Regions from separate parts of the Ovis aries genome. Here region 1 is linked to region 2. A link is a contact called in public Hi-C data. All regions are on one chromosome and are shown on one strand. Each heading gives the region's core, a stretch centred on a gene start, on an enhancer-like site or on the middle of the called end of the contact. The rest is flanking DNA. Distances are from core to core; before and after follow the strand shown. Region 1 overlaps LOC114114509. Region 2 overlaps LHFPL3 (LHFPL tetraspan subfamily member 3).

Region 1 (3,310 bases), core at 97-2,596, 44 kb before region 2:
TGCCCCTTGTTCTGGTGTTGTCTGACATCTCCCATGAGGTCACTACAATAAACAGCTATTAAAACCATGTATTTACTGTAAAACAGTTGTTGAGGACAGACCTGGCATGATTCCAGCTCCTTATGTATGTTCTATGTGAGAAATTCTCACCGGAGTTCAGTGCCAGGAAAGAGCTGTGCCTCCCTCCATGAATGGCATTTTGGTTTTTTCTGATGAGAGCTAGGAAACGTTCTGTCTCTCTTTTTGTTCAAAAAGTGCAGAGTGAAGTTTACAGCTGTGGTGCTTTTTAGGGTTATCATATCTGCTTCACCTTTTCCCCTTGATCCTGAGTCCTACTTTGTTCACTCTTTAAGGTATTGTGAGTCTTTCATTGTAAATTCAAATTCTTTTTTTTTTTTTTTTGCTTTGAAGATTTGGGATATAAGTAAATCCAGCTGATTTCCCCAAGGCTTTTCCTAACATCCAAGCTCAGAGATGAAGGGCTTGCCCAAAGGTGCTTTATAGCCAATTCCTTTCAGGGAACCAGAAGGTTGCAGAGAACTTCTGAAGACCAAGCCTCTTCCCCACACAAAGTGTTCTTCAAGGTAGCTATGATTTAACACTAACCTTGTCTTCTTGTCTTGTTAACAGTAAACAGGACATCTGCTCCACTTATTGATTTTTTAAGGGGATCCTGGCTCTCCCGTAGTAACTTGTGGTCCACATGTATCTGCCATCATTCAGCTGTTCACCAAGCTCTGTGCCAAGAATGAAGAGAAATCTAAGAAAGCAGTTATGGCCTCTGAATGATTGAGGTTAGGGTTTATGGTTCTTTTATATTTCCTTGAGATCACAATAGCTTTTGATATGCTAGGACTTATGCAAACCCATCCAGTGGGGCTATTAATCTCAGTGTGAACCTGATAGCCAGAAATATAAGTACCATGAGGTCTGATTTTAGTGGCTGCTTATTAAGTACTTATGATGTGTCAGGAACATAAGTGTATTGTCTTATCTAATCCTCACAACAATTCTGTAAGATAAACACTGGTGTCCATATTTTCTAAAACAGAAATCAGAGGTTCAGAGATGCTGAGTAACTTGCCTGAGTAAGTTATGAAGCTAGGATTTAAATCTACATCTGTCTCCTAAACACATTTTTTTTTAACATTATAGTACATTGTCTGTGTTTTGTTCCTTGCCTAGAAAAAAATTAAAGAGGAGAAAAACACTGTTGCTAAACTCAGAGTGAGGGGAAAGGAAACTATTTATTATACTTTTGACCTCCTCCAATACACATGGGGCAGGACTGCTCCAGGACGGGAGTTCGGTTAATTCTGTTTGTTTATCTTCCTGATCCCTAGGGTGGAAGTGACTTCTGACCACCCCAGCACCTGACAGTATGTGAGGCATCAGCAATAGCATCTGGTCACACAACCTTGTTCCAGAAGGCCCACCCACAGCCTGCTCCCCTTCACACTGGCAGAACGAAAGCATCAGCGTTCCCAGACCATGAGGCTCGCCAAGAATTCAAATGCTTATTCAATAGAACAAATATGGTTGAAGAGAGTTTATGATTTGATTACATGTTGGCAGCCCACTCCAGTATTTTTGCCTGGAGAATCCCATGGACAGAGGAGCCTGGCGGCCTTTGGTTAGTAGGGTCGCCAAGAGTTGGACATGACTGAGTTACTGAGCACACAGAGGCAGAGCAGCTGCGCCAGCAACCTTGATGATCTGTGCTAATGGGGGGGATGTTGGGACTGAATGTGACACCCACACCATCTGTACTTGGAGGGGCTTTTCTGGGATCTGGAAGTGTGAGGTCAAGAAGTGGTAACTTAGGGCTGTTCCAGGGCTTCAGGAAGTCCCTGAAGTTCAAAGCAGACTTTGTGTGTATATGCACATATTTCTGGATGAGGGTCTTTAATTGATGTCAGATTTTCAGAGGGGACTCTCACTTCCAAAGGTTAAGAATCATCACTTTGAGAATAATTCAGATAATGCTTTATTATTTAATATTAACTGGAGCTAATTTAAAATTAGTTTACCTTTCTGTTCGGTTATCTAGGTGGTGGGGAAATGCCAACAGTGAAAACTGTGTCACTGATTAACTAGAGGAAGTTGAATCCAGCAGTTAAGAGCCAGGGTGTGGAACTTTGCTGTTCTCTAGCAACATGCTCTTGGGCAAGTTACTGAATTTCTCTGAGCTTCAGTTTAGTCCTCTGTAGAATGGGTTGAGGTACAGTTCTACCTCATGATATTTCCAAGTGGCCCTAGTGGTAAAGAACCCACCTGCCAATGCAGGTTAGATGTAAGAGACGCAGGTTCGATCCCTGGGTCAGGAAGATCCCCTGGAGGAGGGCATGACAACCCACTCCAGTATTCTTGCCTGCAGAATCCCATGGACAGAGAAGCCTGGCAGGCTGCAGTCCTCAGGGTTGCACAGAGTCGAACACAACTGAAGCGACTTAGTACACGCACACCTCATGATGTTATGAGGGTTAAGCAAGATAATAAACACAAAGTCTTTAGCATTACCTAAGGTTAGCGATTATTTGTTTTATTATTTTGTTTCTTATTTAATAGAATGAAATCATTACTGGTGGCAGAGTCTTTGTGGCAAGAAGCCGTCAAGGTTGTCCTTCCAATTTCCCCACATGTTCAGCACAGGCTGGGCCCTCGCATTTCACCCCTCCTCTCTCCTCCCTAGATCATTTAAAGCTGGCTTAGTCTTGAGGCCAACTCAAGAACCACCTTCTCAGTATCTCCCAGCACATTCCATATTCCAGCATGGTTTATTATTTCTTCTTTAAAATTTTTTACATTGAAGTATAGTTGGATGTATAATATTATATGTTATAAGTATGTAATATATATAAAATTCACATTTTTAAAGGTTATACTATATTTACAGTTATTACAAAATATTGGCTATATTCCCTCTGCTGTACAATAAATCACTGTAGCTTATTTTATATACAATTGTTTTTACCTATTAATCCCCTTCCCTTGTATTGCCCCTCCTGATTCCCTCTCCCACTGGTAAACGCTAGTTTGTTCTCTGTATCTGTGAGTCTGCTTGTGTTTCATATATTCACTAGTTTGGTGTATTTTTTTTAGATTGTAAATGTAAGTGATATCATACACTCTTTGTCATTCTCTGACTTATTTCACTTAGTATAATGCCCTCTAAGTCCGTCTATGTTGCAGCAAATGGCAAAATTTCAATCTTTTCTTTGGCTGAGCAGCATTCCATTGTACGTATGTGTGTGTGTGTGTGTGTGTGTGTGTGTGTGTGTGTGTACATATTTTCTTTATTCATTCATCT
Region 2 (3,382 bases), core at 873-3,372:
CAATGGAAACAGTGACAGACTTTATTTTCTTGGGCTCCAAAAATCACTGCAGATGGTGATTGCAGCCGTGAAATTAAAAGATGTTTGCTCCTTGAAAGAAAAGCTATGACCAAACTAAACAGTGTATTAAAAAACAGAGACATTACTTTGCTGACAAAGGTTCATATAGTCAAAGCTATGGTTTTTCCAGTAGTCATGTATGGATGTGAGAATTGGATCACAAAGAAGGCTGAGTGTCAAAGAATTGATGCTTTTGAACTATGGTGTTGGAGAAGACTCTTGAGAGTCCCGTGGGCTGCAGAGAGATCCAAACAGTCAATCCTAAAGGAAATCAATCCTGAATATTCATTGAAAGGACTGGTTATGAAGCTGAAGCTCCAATACTTTGGCCACCTGATGCAAAGAGCTGACTCATTAGAAAAGACCCTGACGCTGGGAAAGATTGAGGTCAGGAAGAAAAGGGGACAACAGAGGATGAGATGGTTGGATGGCATCATTGACTCAATGGACACAAGTTTGAGCAAGCTCTGGGAGTTGGTGAAGGACAGGGAACCTGGTGTGCTGCGCTCTGTGGGGTCCCAAAGAGTCGGACACGACTGAGTGACTGAACAACAATTACAGGGGGAGGCATAGAGGAGGCAGTTAGACACAAGGGTCTGGACAGCAAGGGGAGAGGTTGGGATTAGAGATAGGTATTTAGGAAACACCAGTTGTGTGGATGGTATTTAAAATCATGAGCTAGGAAGAGTTCACTTAGGGGCTGTAAGAGAGAAGGGGGGAACACCCAATAATTGGAGGCTGGGTCATAGCCACCTAGAGGGAGAAGAAATGGTCTGGGAGCAACAAAGAACAAGGGGCTATTACTCCGTAGCAGCTTTATATTAGGCTGGGCAATTGGGCAGTTTCGTATTAAAAAAATAAACTGAGTAGCAAATAAAATAGAAGCCTCAGTTGCGATGTCTCTGGGATAGAGTATAACGGATTGCAGCTGGGACCTTCTGTACTTGGATGAGCTTGAAGCACACATGCTGTTGGGGTGGGGATATTTGGGAGGGTGGTTCCTCCTGTCCACCCCTCTCCCAACTCCTCTCCTAACCTTCCATCTCCCACTCTTCCTCCTTTGCCTTCTTCTCTTCCTTCTCTTTTCCCTCCACTCCACTAGTCAGTGAGCCTGGGGTTCCAGGACATAAGAAAGCTTCCCCTGAGGTATGGGTCACTGGCAAGGTCATTTTACTTTAAACGTCCATCCCAGACGTTTCACTAATTGGGAATTCATTAAGATTTGTAAAACGCCAGAATGCCAATTCTGAAAGGGGAGTTTATCTGTTCTTCGCAGTTCAGTGTGAATTACTTTAATCAGATAATCAGTTAACAGCTGGTTGAGATCAATGGGTACTATATTCTCTGTTTAAAAAAATCTCACTAGGAGTAGAGCAGAGTCTCAAGTTTTATTATGCGTAAGATTGACTTTGGAAGCTCATTAAAATGCAGAGTCCTAGATTCCATCCCCAGAAATCCCCACTTCCTGGATCCAGATGATTCTGATGCAAGCGGCTTTTGAACCACATGGGGAAACACTGGGTAGAGAGGATTGAACAGAATTTTGGGAATCACTGTATTTCTGTGGAGAATGTCCTTGGCAGATTGTCAGAAGGAAGACTTTTGAAGCAGGTCTCGGGATCTCTGAAGGAGAGAGGAAGGGGGAAGAGATCCTAGAATGGAAGGGAATGAAAAAAAGCTAATGCCTTCTCTGTGACCTTGTTGGCATCGGAACCCCCTAGCGGCTTCCAGGGTGTACTATGGAACTGAGAATTTACGACGCACAAAGCACGGGATTAAGTATTAAGCACTTTCCAGACACTGACTCATTTAATTCTTATCACTTGCCTCTGTCTGAGGTACTTTATAATCCTTGTTTGTGGATTAAAGAGGCCACAAGGGTGCCAAGCGCCAGAGCACGTTTGAAATTGACTGTAAATCCATGCGCATACCCACCCGGTTGCTTTGCCGAAAGGTACATACTGGGCACGGAATCTCAAAGGGGAGGCTGTGATGATCACCCCGCTGCTCAGGAGTGTCAGACGCCGTCCTTCGGAATGGCCTTGCTTTGGTGCCTCCTGGTGGCTGCTAACCTGTAGTGCTGAGAAGTGCTGATGGAAAGAACCATCACTGAATTGAGCCCCGGCTTCTTAAAACACAGCGCCTTTCACCTGGTCAAACATGCAAGCCCTTGACTTCCTGTATCTATGCATTTCCAGGGAACTCGCGTTACAGTTACGTCCCTCATCTTCTGCCTCAGTGACACATGACATGCTAATTTCCAAATTACAAGCCACAGCCTTTTAACCTGATCATACGGCGGCACACACCTTCCCTCCAACCATTTGGGCTCAGCTGCTGTTGCTGCTGCTAATTCAGTCGTGTCTGACTCTGTGCGACCCCATAGACGGCAGCCCACCAGGCTCCTCTGTCCATGGGATTTTCCAGGCAAGAGTACTGGGCTCAGAGGACCAGCTAAATTTTCATTAATCGGTGAGGAAAAGCACTCTTGCTTCTCTACTCTACTAGGCCTGCTTCTATTTTTAACAGCCTGTCTTCCAAAACACTAGTGAGCTAAAAATAGACTTACTTACAATACAGTTCATCATGTACTCAGATGCCAGGAGGAACTAGTTTATGCTTCATCCAAGATGAAACACTTTAAAGAAGCACATTATTTCATGTAACTATTTATTAATATCATTCTTAAAGAGTCCTCTGACAAGAACCCTTTGCAGTAGACCTTGGAAATGAGAGAACTTGAGGCAGAAAGTTGTGAAAAGAGATTTCTGAAGAACTATTTGGTAATAGTTTTGGCCAAGGTTCCAAAATGCTTTGAGAGCTTTCTTCCTTAACTTCAAACACTGTTGGTCTCTTAGATTTAAACTTAACTCTAGATCTCTGCTTCTACGTGATCTAGACAAATTGGATCATCCTGTAAAATTAGGGTTGCTAGATTTAGCAAATAAAAATAGAGGATGCTTACATGTCAGATAAACATTGAACTTTTTTTTTTTTACTGTAAGTATGTCCCCAATATTGCATGGATGGCCTAGGACTTTTCTAGTTTTACCACTGACCGTTATGTTTGGGAATGCCTTCAGTCCCAGGCAAATGAGAACAGTTAGGTACCCTAAATAAAATATAAACCATACACTCCTCTTGAGGATTTTACCACTCACTGAGAAGTCTTGTGGAAGAGAAACTATTTTCTTGGTAATAGCTTTACTAAGATATAACTTACATACCATAAGACACCACTTAAAGAATATAATTCATTGATTTGTGATATATTCATAGAGTTGCACAACCAGCACTACTAACTAATTGTAGAATATTTTCA

What was found. A called contact is a pair of places that touch in the nucleus more often than the background predicts.
Region 1: a contact with region 2 is called in a Hi-C map of omental adipose tissue, with 2.7 times the contacts expected there. The contact joins two enhancer-like sites. A contact is called at or near these places in 9 of 16 Hi-C or Micro-C datasets (blood, hypothalamus, liver and 4 more).

What each region holds. Positions count from the first base shown.
Region 1 is chr4:47,641,862-47,645,171 of ARS-UI_Ramb_v3.0, reverse strand. All of the region lies in intron 4 of LOC114114509, which reads left to right. Among named protein-coding and RNA genes, the nearest start is that of KMT2E, 62 kb to the left of the region's middle. Within about 2 kb of position 1,346, at least 8 of the 54 cell types and tissues checked have an H3K27ac peak or open chromatin away from gene starts, as enhancers often do.
Region 2 is chr4:47,598,836-47,602,217 of ARS-UI_Ramb_v3.0, reverse strand. The region is part of intron 3 of LHFPL3 (LHFPL tetraspan subfamily member 3); the gene reads right to left. The region is part of intron 6 of LOC114114509; the gene reads left to right. Among named protein-coding and RNA genes, the nearest start is that of KMT2E, 100 kb to the left of the region's middle. Within about 2 kb of position 2,122, at least 23 of the 54 cell types and tissues checked have an H3K27ac peak or open chromatin away from gene starts, as enhancers often do.